Regions from separate parts of the Sus scrofa genome. Here region 1 is linked to region 2. A link is a contact called in public Hi-C data. All regions are on one chromosome and are shown on one strand. Each heading gives the region's core, a stretch centred on a gene start, on an enhancer-like site or on the middle of the called end of the contact. The rest is flanking DNA. Distances are from core to core; before and after follow the strand shown.

Evidence for each region. Hi-C and Micro-C count contacts between places; a contact is called where the count stands out from the background.
Region 1: a contact with region 2 is called in a Hi-C map of liver, with 6 times the contacts expected there. The contact joins two enhancer-like sites. A contact is called at or near these places in 1 of 47 Hi-C or Micro-C datasets (liver) and 1 of 2 datasets of contacts at active chromatin or transcription factors (skeletal muscle).

Annotation. Positions count from the first base shown.
Region 1 is chr14:65,518,100-65,524,262 of Sscrofa11.1, forward strand. The region is part of intron 4 of ARID5B (AT-rich interactive domain-containing protein 5B); the gene reads left to right. Among named protein-coding and RNA genes, the nearest start is that of ARID5B, 110 kb to the left of the region's middle. Within about 2 kb of position 3,767, at least 12 of the 83 cell types and tissues checked have an H3K27ac peak or open chromatin away from gene starts, as enhancers often do. A contact at or near this core is called in liver, where this site is marked.
Region 2 is chr14:65,345,722-65,351,422 of Sscrofa11.1, forward strand. No RefSeq gene overlaps it. Among named protein-coding and RNA genes, the nearest start is that of ARID5B, 60 kb to the right of the region's middle. Within about 2 kb of position 2,675, at least 12 of the 83 cell types and tissues checked have an H3K27ac peak or open chromatin away from gene starts, as enhancers often do. A contact at or near this core is called in liver, where this site is marked.

The sequences.
Region 1 (6,163 bases), core at 2,517-5,016, 170 kb after region 2:
TATTTAATGAACTGTGTGTGTTTAATATGATTAACCTTTCTGTGAAAGGGCTTTGGGAAGTCAAACTTACCATTTACTAAACGCTTACTACATGTATTATCTCCTTAAAATCTCAGAATACTAAGGTGGAGGTATTGTTACCCCTGTTTTGCAGATGAAAAGACTGAGGCTCTGAGCCTTTTAAGGAAGTCATCCCACAGAGCTTCCTGGCCCAGCTCTGGGTACTTTACCCTGGGACTCCTACAGGGCATGTGGGGTTGCTTTTTAGTAAACTAGTGACTCCTGTGATTCATGATAATAATAACTACAGAATCCAACCTGTGCTCAAAATTTTTCGACAAAAAGGACCAAAAAAAAAAAAAAAAAGAAAGAAAGAAATTCATACAGAGGTAGCCAACCCCGTTCTCTGTGCTCATCTTCACAGTCTTTGTTTCTCCACCTTGTCTGCTGAGTGACTTGTGAATTTTGGCAAAGTTGGTGGCCTCCACCTTATGTGGCTCATATTGAACACCTGCGGTAGGTGAGTTGTAGCAGAGTGGGACAAGATCTGTGCCTTCAGCAGGTATAGCATCGGGCCTGGTGTTCTATCAGTGTCTTCCCTGGGCCATTCTCCTACGTGCTGTTGACCCTGGTTCCACATCTGACCTCGGCCCTCCATAGCACTTTATTGGAACACTGCCACACCACACTTACCCTCTTATGTCTTATCCATGGCTGTTTTTGAGCTTTGATGGCAGAGTCAAGCGTGCCCTGCAGGGCTGAAAATATTTATGCTCTGACCCTTTACAGAAGAATCTCCTGACCCCTGATATAGACCAAACAACTTGGTGCTGTATTTTATCAAATCCAAGACAACATGTTTGTGATACACAGTGTTTCTGTATCCACTGTCAGTAAATAAAAAGCATTATTGTTAAGATGCTGTTAATTGGGAGACCACCAATTCTAGAGACATTGAAATGTGAAAAGAATTTTGCATCTTACAATCAAACTTTGGTACTTTTCAGACAGTTTAGAGACATTTTTTTTTTTAAGTAGGAGTTCCCTAGTGACACAGCAGGTTAAGGTCCTGGCATTGTCATTACAGTGGCTTGAGTTGCTCCTGTGGCATGGGTTTGATCCTTTAGCCAGGGATCTTCTGCATGCCTTGGGCATGGCCAAAAAAGAAAAATAGAAAAAAATGTAAATATGGATTGTCTTGAAGACTATTTTCCTTTGCCTGTAAATCAACCAGTCTCTTGACTCCCTATGAAACCTGTAATAAAAGACCATGTCATGGGACCCAGAGAATTAGAAAAGTGCTGGCTTTTTGGCATCTGTCTCCCCAAAGACTGTTGCTATTAATGAGTGGAGGAAATATTTTGGCATTGTTCTCTGATACTATTTTCCAACTCCTATTAGTATAAATATTTCGGGTATTTCAGTACAGTGGCTTGCGTGGCAATAAAATTGTTGGTTCTTTTATTTCAGGGCTGGTATATTTGAACAGTATGCCTGTTCTTAAAATGTGTTGTGAGGCTGCATTACAAAAGGCTTTGTAGTAATTTGGAATGGAAGGCTTCTCAGATGCTGCTTATGGTCAGATTCTTACCAGTCTGAAAAATATGCTAATTACATACAAGGCTCTGAGCAAAGAGGGGGAACTCAATGTTACAATTTTAAACTTCCTCAAAACAAAAACAGGACACCACTTCAGGGGGAGATAGTGATTAATGCATAAACCAGGAGTTCCCATTGTGGCTCAGTAGGTTAAGAACCCGACTAGTATCCATGAGGACTTGGGTTCAATCCCTGGCCCTGCTCAGTGGGTTAAAGTATCCAGCATTGCTGTGAGCTGTGGTTCAGGTCACAGATGCCGCTCTGATCCTGTGTTGCTGTGCCTGTGGCATAGGCTGGCAGCTGCAGCTCCAATTCAACCCCTAGCCTGAGAACCTCCAAAGGCCGTGGGTGTGGCCCTAAAAAGGATAAAAAAATGCATAAACCGCATGTGCCTTATTAATCATATTAACCATTATACTTACACACTTTTGTGTACACACATTAACCATTATACTTACACATTTTGTATTCTCACATAAAATGTCCAAAGAGCATCCATATTTGCAAATATAAGTCATGTTTTGTTTTTTCATCAAAAATGGAAATTTAAGAATTCTAAGTCAGGCTACTTATTCTTTGGCTAATTCAGCAACAGAGTAAGTTATTAATGACCCCCAGATGTTGTTTATAGTGATTGGATATTTTCAGTTGTGAAATAATATTTTCTTTTGTGTGTGTATGTGCAACTGATATTTCTTAATATGCTCTACAGCATCTGAATAAAGTTTGATGGCAGAACAGTTTGCACGTCCAATGTAATTGCTTCTAAGTGAGCTCTTCATTCTTCACATTTTTAGCTCTAATTGCTTTTTTCCCATATGTCTAAAAATAAATATTTGCAAGTTTTGCGTTCTGCTACTCATTGTAATACATAAAATATTTGTACACTGAGCAAAATTCACTGATAATGTTTGCAATGGACTATTTAGAGAAAGTAAGGTTTGTGTGGTAAGAGGAGATAAAATACATTTTTATTAGTATAAATGCCAAAGAAAGCTGTTTATCATATTTTGAAAGAATATTTTTAAAGGAGTGGCCAGATATTTGACCTCTGGGACCATTTAAATAGACTCAGTTGGAAAAAGAGATCTGGAGTCAAAAATAGTCTCTTTTGCTATATAATGGATATTTTAAATGGTCTTTGGAAGGTGGAAATTCACTTTTGATGATCAGGGACAAGAGCCCTGCCATGTACATTATCTGAGTCCCTGACTTCCTGGGAAGGCCCCCTCTGCCTTCATTTCAGTGTATTCCAGCTCATTAGCACCTCCAACCCAAAGGTTGGCAGAGAAAAAGAGAAGAAGAAAAAATGAAATCACTTTTGCTCCTCTTAATGGCCTTTGGAAAGAATGGATCATGAATGAAATAGAAACTGGTGGGAAAAAAAACAGCTATTGGATTTTCTGTGTTTTCTTTTATCCTTGCTTTCTTTCATCGACTCAGATAATCAATAGTTGGCTTAAAGACTTTTAAATGAACTCTATAGCACGGAAGGCTTTGCAGCGATAATAGCAATATCATTATTCTCTTTACGTTCCCAAAGACTGGGTGAATTCCAGAGAGGTAAATATTGTCCACTCTCCATGTGGCTATGTTCCTGTTTTTTTTTTTTGTTTTTTTTTTGTTTGTTTTTTTTAATCTCCCCTCCCCAACCCCCAGATTAAAGGTAGCATTTATTTGTATGGGTTCAGATATGAACATCTGTTTGGCCACCAGTATTTTGTGATCCTGACCTGGCGATGTTTGGTATTACTGAAAGTTGGCAGGTTTGGTCTCGTCATCAGATTTGCTTCTTAATGTGCTGCTATATTTACAGTTCACCCAGAACAATCTGTGCCAAAGGTTTGCTTTTATCGGAACAGCTGCCGGATTTATACCACATCTCAAGGTTCTACTAGATGGGACAATAAAGTCATTCTTCAGTGTTTGCAGTACTTAGCCATCTTTCTGAGAGGTATTCTTTAAGGCATCCTGGCTGCGTGCCTCTCAAATTTCAGCCCCTCTTTTGGACCACCAGGCAGCCTAGAGCTTTTGAGCTTTGTCTTGGAAGTTCCTTCCATCAATCGGAATACTAAATTTACATTGTTAAGTTCCCTGGAGGTGTTAGGGCTCTGCATTCAGCAATTATTGTGAATCAGAACCTTAGCTAGGGTGAGTGCCAACATTCCAAGTGCTAGCACAATGGAAAAGAGAAGTGGTTTATATTAGAATATGGTCACATTCTTCTGATTAAACCCACTCAAAAAAGACAACATTGTAATATTTTCCAATGACTGTTTATCATGAATTACGTCAGCCTTCGTTTAAATTGCTATTATTTCTCCTTAATGCTTCTCGGTGCCTGCATTAATTTACAGCACTGGCAGCCTCGGGACCATGAAATAACCTTTCACAAGCAACACACAATAGTCAAGAGCATGGCGTTTGTGTTGTTAATTATTATAAGACTTCTTTAACTTTTACAAAGTGACATAAAATATTGTTGAGGTATTTATGGTTCAAGCTACTTTTACATGGATCTATTTTGCTTCTGGCTAGTTCTTAACTAAAGTAATCGTTTGTGGTTATTAGGCCGCCGGAGATATTATGTCAGAACTGGTTTAAGAGTATTATTATGTATCACATGTCATACACTACATGTCAGCACTTGAGGCTGTCTTTCAATAAAAACAAATGTAATTTTAGTTTGTACTCTTTTAGGGATTGGTGATTTGTAAGCTAACCTGAGTTCATTAGAAGGCGTCCCAATCCATGAGGGAGCCAGTCTCAGCCTTCCATCATTTGCTCTTGGTCTCTTTCCTGTGGATTTAAGATGTTTTCAAAACCAATTTTGGCAGAGGTCTAATTCAAAGTGAAGATTTGCTTCTGGGGAGCAACAGAATTAGCAAAGATTGGTTAATTGCCCATGATGGCTGAACTGGTTTTGATTCCCCCATTTTGTGGATTTTCTTATAGATTTCCTAAGCACTGGGTCTTCTGGGCATGAGAAGAGCATAGCCCAGAGAAGACCCTGCCTCACTGTTCAAAGAGGCTGCCCCCTAGAGGAGTTCTCTGGTGGCTCAGTGGGTTAAGGATCCGGCATTTTCACTGCTGTGGCTCTGGTTACTGCTGTGGTTCAGGGTTCAATCCCTGGCCTGGGAACTGGGAACTCCTGCATGCCACGGGATTGGCCAAAAGAACCCACAAAAACCTGGGAGTTCCTATTGTGGTGCAGAGGAAACGAATCAGACTACGAACCATAAGGTTGCCGGTTCCACCCCTGGCTTTGCTCAGTGGGTTAAGGATCTGGCGTTGCCGTGCGTTCTGGTGTAGGTCACATACACAGCTCAGATCTGGCGTGGCTGTGGCTGTGGCTGCGGCTGTGGTGCAGGCCAGTTAGCTGTAGCTCCGATTAGATCCCTAGCCTGGGAACCTCCATGTACTGTGGGTGCGGCCCTAAAAAGACAAAAAGACAAAAAGACAAAAAAAAAAAAAAAAAAAAAAAAGCCTAACTGGAGAAGCTGATAGTACAAAGAGACTTACCACCCCAATATTCAATAATCTGGAGAGAAGTCTTGGGTGAAGAGGGGTAGAAACAAAAAGGATGGGAACACATTTGAGTTTCCACAAAGCTACACTTCCAAGCAAACTTTGAATTAATATGTCACTCCCTGGGTTCCAAATACTATGCATATTTTCCAGTCCTTGCTTATTTAAAGCAAGAAAGGAAGGGCGTGCCAGAAAGTTTTACAAAGAATGAAAACACATTAATGACTCATGTGAACAATGACTGATTTTCTTAACATATAATTTCTTAATTACTGTCTACCAAAATAATTTGCATGATAATATTTCTCCCTCCCCTCCCCCATCTGTGTTTAAGAGTCATAAAATAGTGATCAAAGAGCCTATTTGATCAATAGTAGGGAAATAGAACTCCTTAATTCCTGGTGGATTGATGGGACTCTGACATTGGATATTCTTGAGAATAATCACCTCCAACACAATGGGCAAAATGAGCTTTCCAGTAAAACAAACAGCTTTTGAAAAGAGCTTGGGGGCATTTTCTTTAGCTTGATTTCAAGGAGGAAATTGTGACTTTTATGAAACTTGCATAAATTTACATGTATCCTGTCGGAGTTTTAAAATTAGACAACATGCCTGAATGCCCTGGAAATGAGTCTGCCATCCAGATTTAGAGTGTTTTTAGCTTTTTTAATTAAAGACATTTCACAAGCCAACCCCAGAGAAGAAGAGAATTAAAGCATTACATAAGAATGTAGCAAAGTTTGAGATTTAATGAGTGAATATTACCAATTTATAAAGGAGATAAAAGGTATGAAAGGAGCAGTTATTGGGAGGTGGGTTTTTTTTTTTTTTTTTGAATTTTTTTTTAAAATGTAAGAAGTGGAAGAAGTGAAAAGGCCAGGCTGCCATTTGCTGTAGCCCTCGTTCTGGAACTGGTTCAAAGCTCGCAAAACTGACTGTGGGGCTGTGAGGCTTGTTAATGAGCACTTGTGGCAGTGAACTGGGATCATGGGTTTGTCACATGAAAATATATATATATATATGTAAAACTCAGAAG
Region 2 (5,701 bases), core at 1,425-3,924:
CAGAATTCCTGCCAGTATGGAGCAACTGGCAACAAATTAATTTCTTTTGCAACCATGCAAAATGTTTTGCTATGAAAAGCTCTGGAAGGTAAATGGATCCTTAAAAAAAAAAAAAAAAATCAGGTTGCTCATTCTAAAAGGCTAATCTGTAAGCAAAGAACAGAGGATTAAATGAACTTGACTGCTCCCCCCTCACCTTCTTTTTAGCATCTATGTTATAGCCTTCCGTTAATGTATTCAGTTAATTAAGTATTGCTGTGACCTGGTGGCAATTTTTGAAATCCAGGGAATTTTTCCCCCTTTAAATTCCACCTCCCCCACTGAGCAGAATATAATCTGTTTCTAGTCGGTCTGTTTATGTCAGCTGTGTCTCTACTACAAGCCTCTAAAATGTTTTAATAAATTTATCAACCAAAAAATATTACAAACATTTCATTTCCTTTGATTCAGACACACACGCACACACACACACACACAAAGCTTCTGCCTTCATTGCAAATTCTTGCTGGTATGAATCATTCTAAGTAATATTTGCTTTAACTTTCGTGTGGTTCTACAAACAATCTTTATATGGCTGGACTTCAAAGCTAGGAGAAATAAAGGTTAGAAATGTGATAGGAGTAATCTATTATTAGGCATGAAACATTAAACCACTTTTAGCTATAAGTCTTAAAACCTGAATAATCTGGGTTTTTAATGTAGTGCATATTTATTGTGCTTTCACTTACACAGGCATTTATCACAGAGGAGTGTTTGGAAGAGAAATATTTTCCATTGCACTATGCGCCACAATTTGGTTTAATTTTTCCTAATATTTAATTTAGAAAAACGGTAATATTATAACAGGGTTCTCATGTTTCCTGGCCAAAATGCTTGGTGTTCCTCACAGAGTAAAATTAATCTGTTACCAGCCCGCTGACCTGCAAGTCAGGTTTCAGTAAAGTAGGCACCAAGTGGTGGGGGGTGGGGGGTGGGCAGAGGAAAGGGGTGAGTTAGGGTGGGGAGGGAGCTAAGATCTCTTTGACTTGGAGAAGGAAAAAAAAAAAAAAAAAGCTTTGAGGAATGTCTCAACCCACCCATGCCATCAAATGACAGAAAATAAGTTGAACGTGTATTTGAGCCGAGGAGTGTTTGAAAACATTTAATAGCTCCATCCATAACGACATCCACTGCAGGAATGTTAATTGTTAAAATCTGTACTGCAGTTATTTCTTTAAGCAGAGGGGCTGCATTAAGTGGAAATTCAGCTCCTTGTTTCTCTTCTTTCTCCACATATATTTGCACTTAAAAAAAAAATTATGAAATAAGTCAGATGTCAGATGGAGAGCTTTCTAGCACAAGGGAATGCAAAACAGTGTTAAAGATATATGCATATGCGGGAACAAAAAAACAACATTGGTAACATTTTGTTCTTGATTAAATTTGTGCTCCTAATACAGTAGATTAAAAATAAGTCCAACTGTTAAACACATGAGGGTTCCGCCACTGCTCCTGTGCCAGGAAAGCAGCTATCACTGCGGACCTGGCCTGACTCTCCCTCAGTAGCCTTGAGGAGACAGAGGAAATCTGACCCCCAGGAAACCTGAACCCCCAAGTCCATCAATGACCCTGCAGTTTGGAGATTCCTCATTTTTGTCTGCTGATTATACCCCAGAACCTTCTTCATGTCTTCTCACACTGTGTCAAATCTGGTGTCTCTCAGCAAAGGTGAAAGAGAATATTGGCTTAGAAAGATGGAGACAAATTGCTAATAGCCAGCCCCAATCTCTTGGAAGAAAATGAAAGTTAAGTTGTAGTCCCTTGGGAAGCTACTTGAGAAACTTGTGTCCTTTAAGAAGATGGGTGCAAGCCCCACATTCCACTCCCTGGGAACTTTATGACAGGGACAAAAGATGGGATTGTATACCAAAATACCTGAACTGGAAGACACTCCAGAGATCACAGTCAACTCTCTTCCTTTGGGGAAGATGCCCAGCAACGTTAGGGGCAACATCACACTGGGGAGTCCGACCCAGCTGGACACAGAACCCAAGCTTTTATTTCCCCAACCCTGTCTGTTGTATGATGCCATCTTGACCATTCAGTTTGTTCAAAAAAGAGACAGAAATTAAACCCAGGGGTAAAAGAAATAATATATATTAATTATAGTAATGGCTCTTTACCTAATCTGTGTGCTGTTACACTTACATGATTTCTTGGAATATGTAGGGTTTTTTTCTTTTTTTAATAAAAATACCAACTCTTCAATTCTTACTCTCTCCTCCCACCACAAAAATCTTCCCCTCCTAGCTTGCCCTGCGCCCTCTCAAATGTACTTTTTTATGGTCTTTGGTCAGTCTGGTTTAATAGGTTACCTGTTGCTGACACTCACTTCACGGAGAAGTGGAGCTCTCTGCTGTGAATTGCTTTCTAGCAGCAGAAGGGTTTGAGGCTGTGACATTTGCAAATCTAGGAAGGATAGCTCCCCAAAAGCAATGCAGAGAATTGCAGATATTGCCAGGAAAGGAGAACAGTTAATTGAAACTATTTGGGGCATGCCGTATTGAACAACGAGATGGTTTCTGAGCAACACATATCTAAATGTGGCTTGCCAAAGACCTGCACACTTTTAATTTGCTCTACAAATTTGGTTAGCCCAATAAAGTGTAAACATCAAATACTGGTCGTGGAGCACATTAAACATTAACCAACTGAGACCTTAAAGACTTAAGAGAACATTAAAATTGGAGGAGAAAGATAGGCCAGGCAACTCTGGGAAATTAGGTTAGACTCTAAAAGAGAATGTTTGTTGGCTGGGTAAAAATAAAATAAAAACTATTTTAAGGTTGGTAACCATTTGTCTCCGTAGACAGGCTATTTCCCCCACCCCACCCCTCTGGAGATTATATTTTTAAAAGCAAGCAAATGTACCAAGTCAATTTGATTTTTCTGATTGTCCTCCAAGACACAATGTATTACCACCTAAAGGAGCCCTGAAAAGAGGTATTTCCATTGCCTGTTCCCAGATCTCTGAATCCTTAGATGCAGCTCTGCCTTTTAGCCATTTTGTGGGTTTGTATGTATGCCACCTTGCTTAGCCTGGGGCTCAAACCCCATGAAAGTTCAGTAAGCTTTTGCTGGACAGCAAAATGAAAATGCCCTCTAAGGAGATAAGAATGGCTCCCAGTTTTACCCATTCAGACTTGTGGGGTAGAGCTCACCCAAAACAGGCATGAGTATGTGCTTATTGCTGCTTATTGTGTTCCTTTCTCAACAAGAGCAATAAGCACTTCCTTTGAAACAGTAAAATTCAGGAACAGGAAAGTAATACCATATTCAAGTACCTTGTTCTCTAAGTCTCCTTTGCCCCAGGGGGGCTCACAAAGTAAATTCCTGCAAAGTAAGAACATTTTCTCTCAGGAGAAAGTTTGGTACTTTAGTTCTTTGATACTAAGAGTCTAGGAGATCCGAGGTGACAGCTCTCAACAATCCCACAGAAGTCACAGAAGGCTGAGTGTAAGAATAGGTTAAACCACTCCTAGACCAAGAATTAACTCCTAAGACAATTTAAATGTTGCTGCTGATTGTCATGAGATTCAAAATATCTAGCTGTGATGGAACAAAAGAGCCTTAAAACACTGTCTTAATTTGGGTTGCCTCAGAAGTAGACCCTGAGACAAGAATGAATGAAAGAAGCTGATTTGGGGAGTTCCTGTTGTGGCTCAGTTGGTTAAGAACCCGGCATACTAGCATAAGGACAAGGGGTTCTATCCCTGGCATTATTCAGTGGATTAAGGATCTGGCATTGCTGCAGCCTGCAGTGTAGGTCACAGATGTGGCTTGGATCCAGCATAGGCCAGCAGCTGCAGCTCTGATTCAACCCCAGCCCAGGAACTTCCATGTGTCACAGGTGTGGCTGTAAAAAGAGAAAAAAGAAGCAGCTGATTTGGGAGGAAAAGAAACCCCAGATGTGGTGCAGAAAAACAAGACAGGAGAGGGAGGTCAGTTGACATGAGATGTATTAATAAGCCAGCTACAAGTTGGCAAATGGAGCTTAATCTCCATAGAAAGCTCTGGGAGCCAGTATAGAACACACACCTCAGAATTATCCCACTAGAGAGATGGGAGCTTGGGTATTTATACATCACCTGTCATCAGTCTTTGGATGAGGTTGTCCCTTTAGGAGGCAATAATTTCAGGGCGTTTGCAGCTGACCACATAGGCAGGTAAAGCAGGTTTTGGTGGCCAAAAGAAGCTATGAAGCAAAGAAATGCAGGAGCTTGGAACTGGAAAGCAGGCACACATGCTCTAAAGTGTGAGGGCAATACCCTAACAGGCCCCTTTGGTGAAATGTCTAAATATCAGCAATAACTCCTGAGAAGTTTAACTGCAGTTCTTTTGTAAAAGTTTGAGCAAATAACTTCTCCGAGTCTCCACTGCTCCTTTATAAAATGCCTATTTCATAGTATTCAGTGATACAAGACTAGAAAAGTAAATGACATAATACTCCGTATAGTAACTGACACATGCCAAGTACCCAGTGCTATTATAATGACTCAAAAGTGAGTTTTCTGACTTCAAATCCCACTTGTGCCACCAACTATTCATATACCTTCAAGCAAGTCATTTAGTCTCTCTGGTGCAGGACTTCCCCATCTTGAGAGTGGAGATAGAAATTGCCTGCTGTTCATTCCCCAGACAGTGAGGTCCAAAGAGGACTATGAAAGGACTAAGCCACACTTATTGAGCACTTTCCAGTTTACACAATACTTTTATATGTGCCATCTTATTTCTGAGCAGGAAGGCATTTTGGACTTACAAATCATTCTTCCAGTGGAGGGGACCTCCATTTCTCCAAAGGCCCTCAAGTCTAATTTGCATTTGGATTAGGCTGTAGATTGTGAAGTGATCAGAGTCCTATAGGAGCTACACATAGGTACCAAGAGGAAATTGGGTTTGACTTGTCGGTGCTTGGCTGGGCAGTCAGGGTGGGCATGAGGGTCAGTATCCAGGAAGGACATGCCCAGGTGGATCTTGTAGGCTCATGTTCAGAGTTGAGTATTTATAAAGATTCTAGGTGAATCAAGAGTAGCATTTATATTGGAATCATTTAACCAGTGAAGCCATGCAGCCAGAGATCAGAGTGGACCTTTCTGGAGAAGGCAGGTAAGGTGGCCTCATGCATGCCAAACCAGGAGATGGGCACCTAAAACAGGCTGCCGATGATTCCATCAGCACATCTGAGCACTGATTATGTTATCCCGATTTACAGTTGATAAAATGAAAGCTTAGGAAAGATCCTTGCCCAGGTTGTGCAAAAGTGTAGTCCAGGTCTGTCTGATGCCAAAAAAAAAGGTGGTGTTTTTTTTTTCCACCCCTCACCATATGCGGTTCCCCAGCCAGGGATCAGATCCAAGCATGGTTTTGACCTATACCACAGATGTGTGCAGTGCAGGATTCTTAACCTCCTGGGCCAGAGGTTGAATCTGTGTCTTAGCACTACAGAGATGCTGCTGATCCTGTTGTGCCACAGCAGGAACTCAAAAGAGAGGGTTTTAAGCTACCACATAACACTGACTTTCTATAACATCATAATATTTTGATATGATTCAAAATGTAACTATAATAGAGAAAAATGAAATAAAGAAAATCTGATATATTTTTAATGTGTATATCCTCAGGGGAAAATATAGTACAGCAAACCATTGACAGTCACTGGACT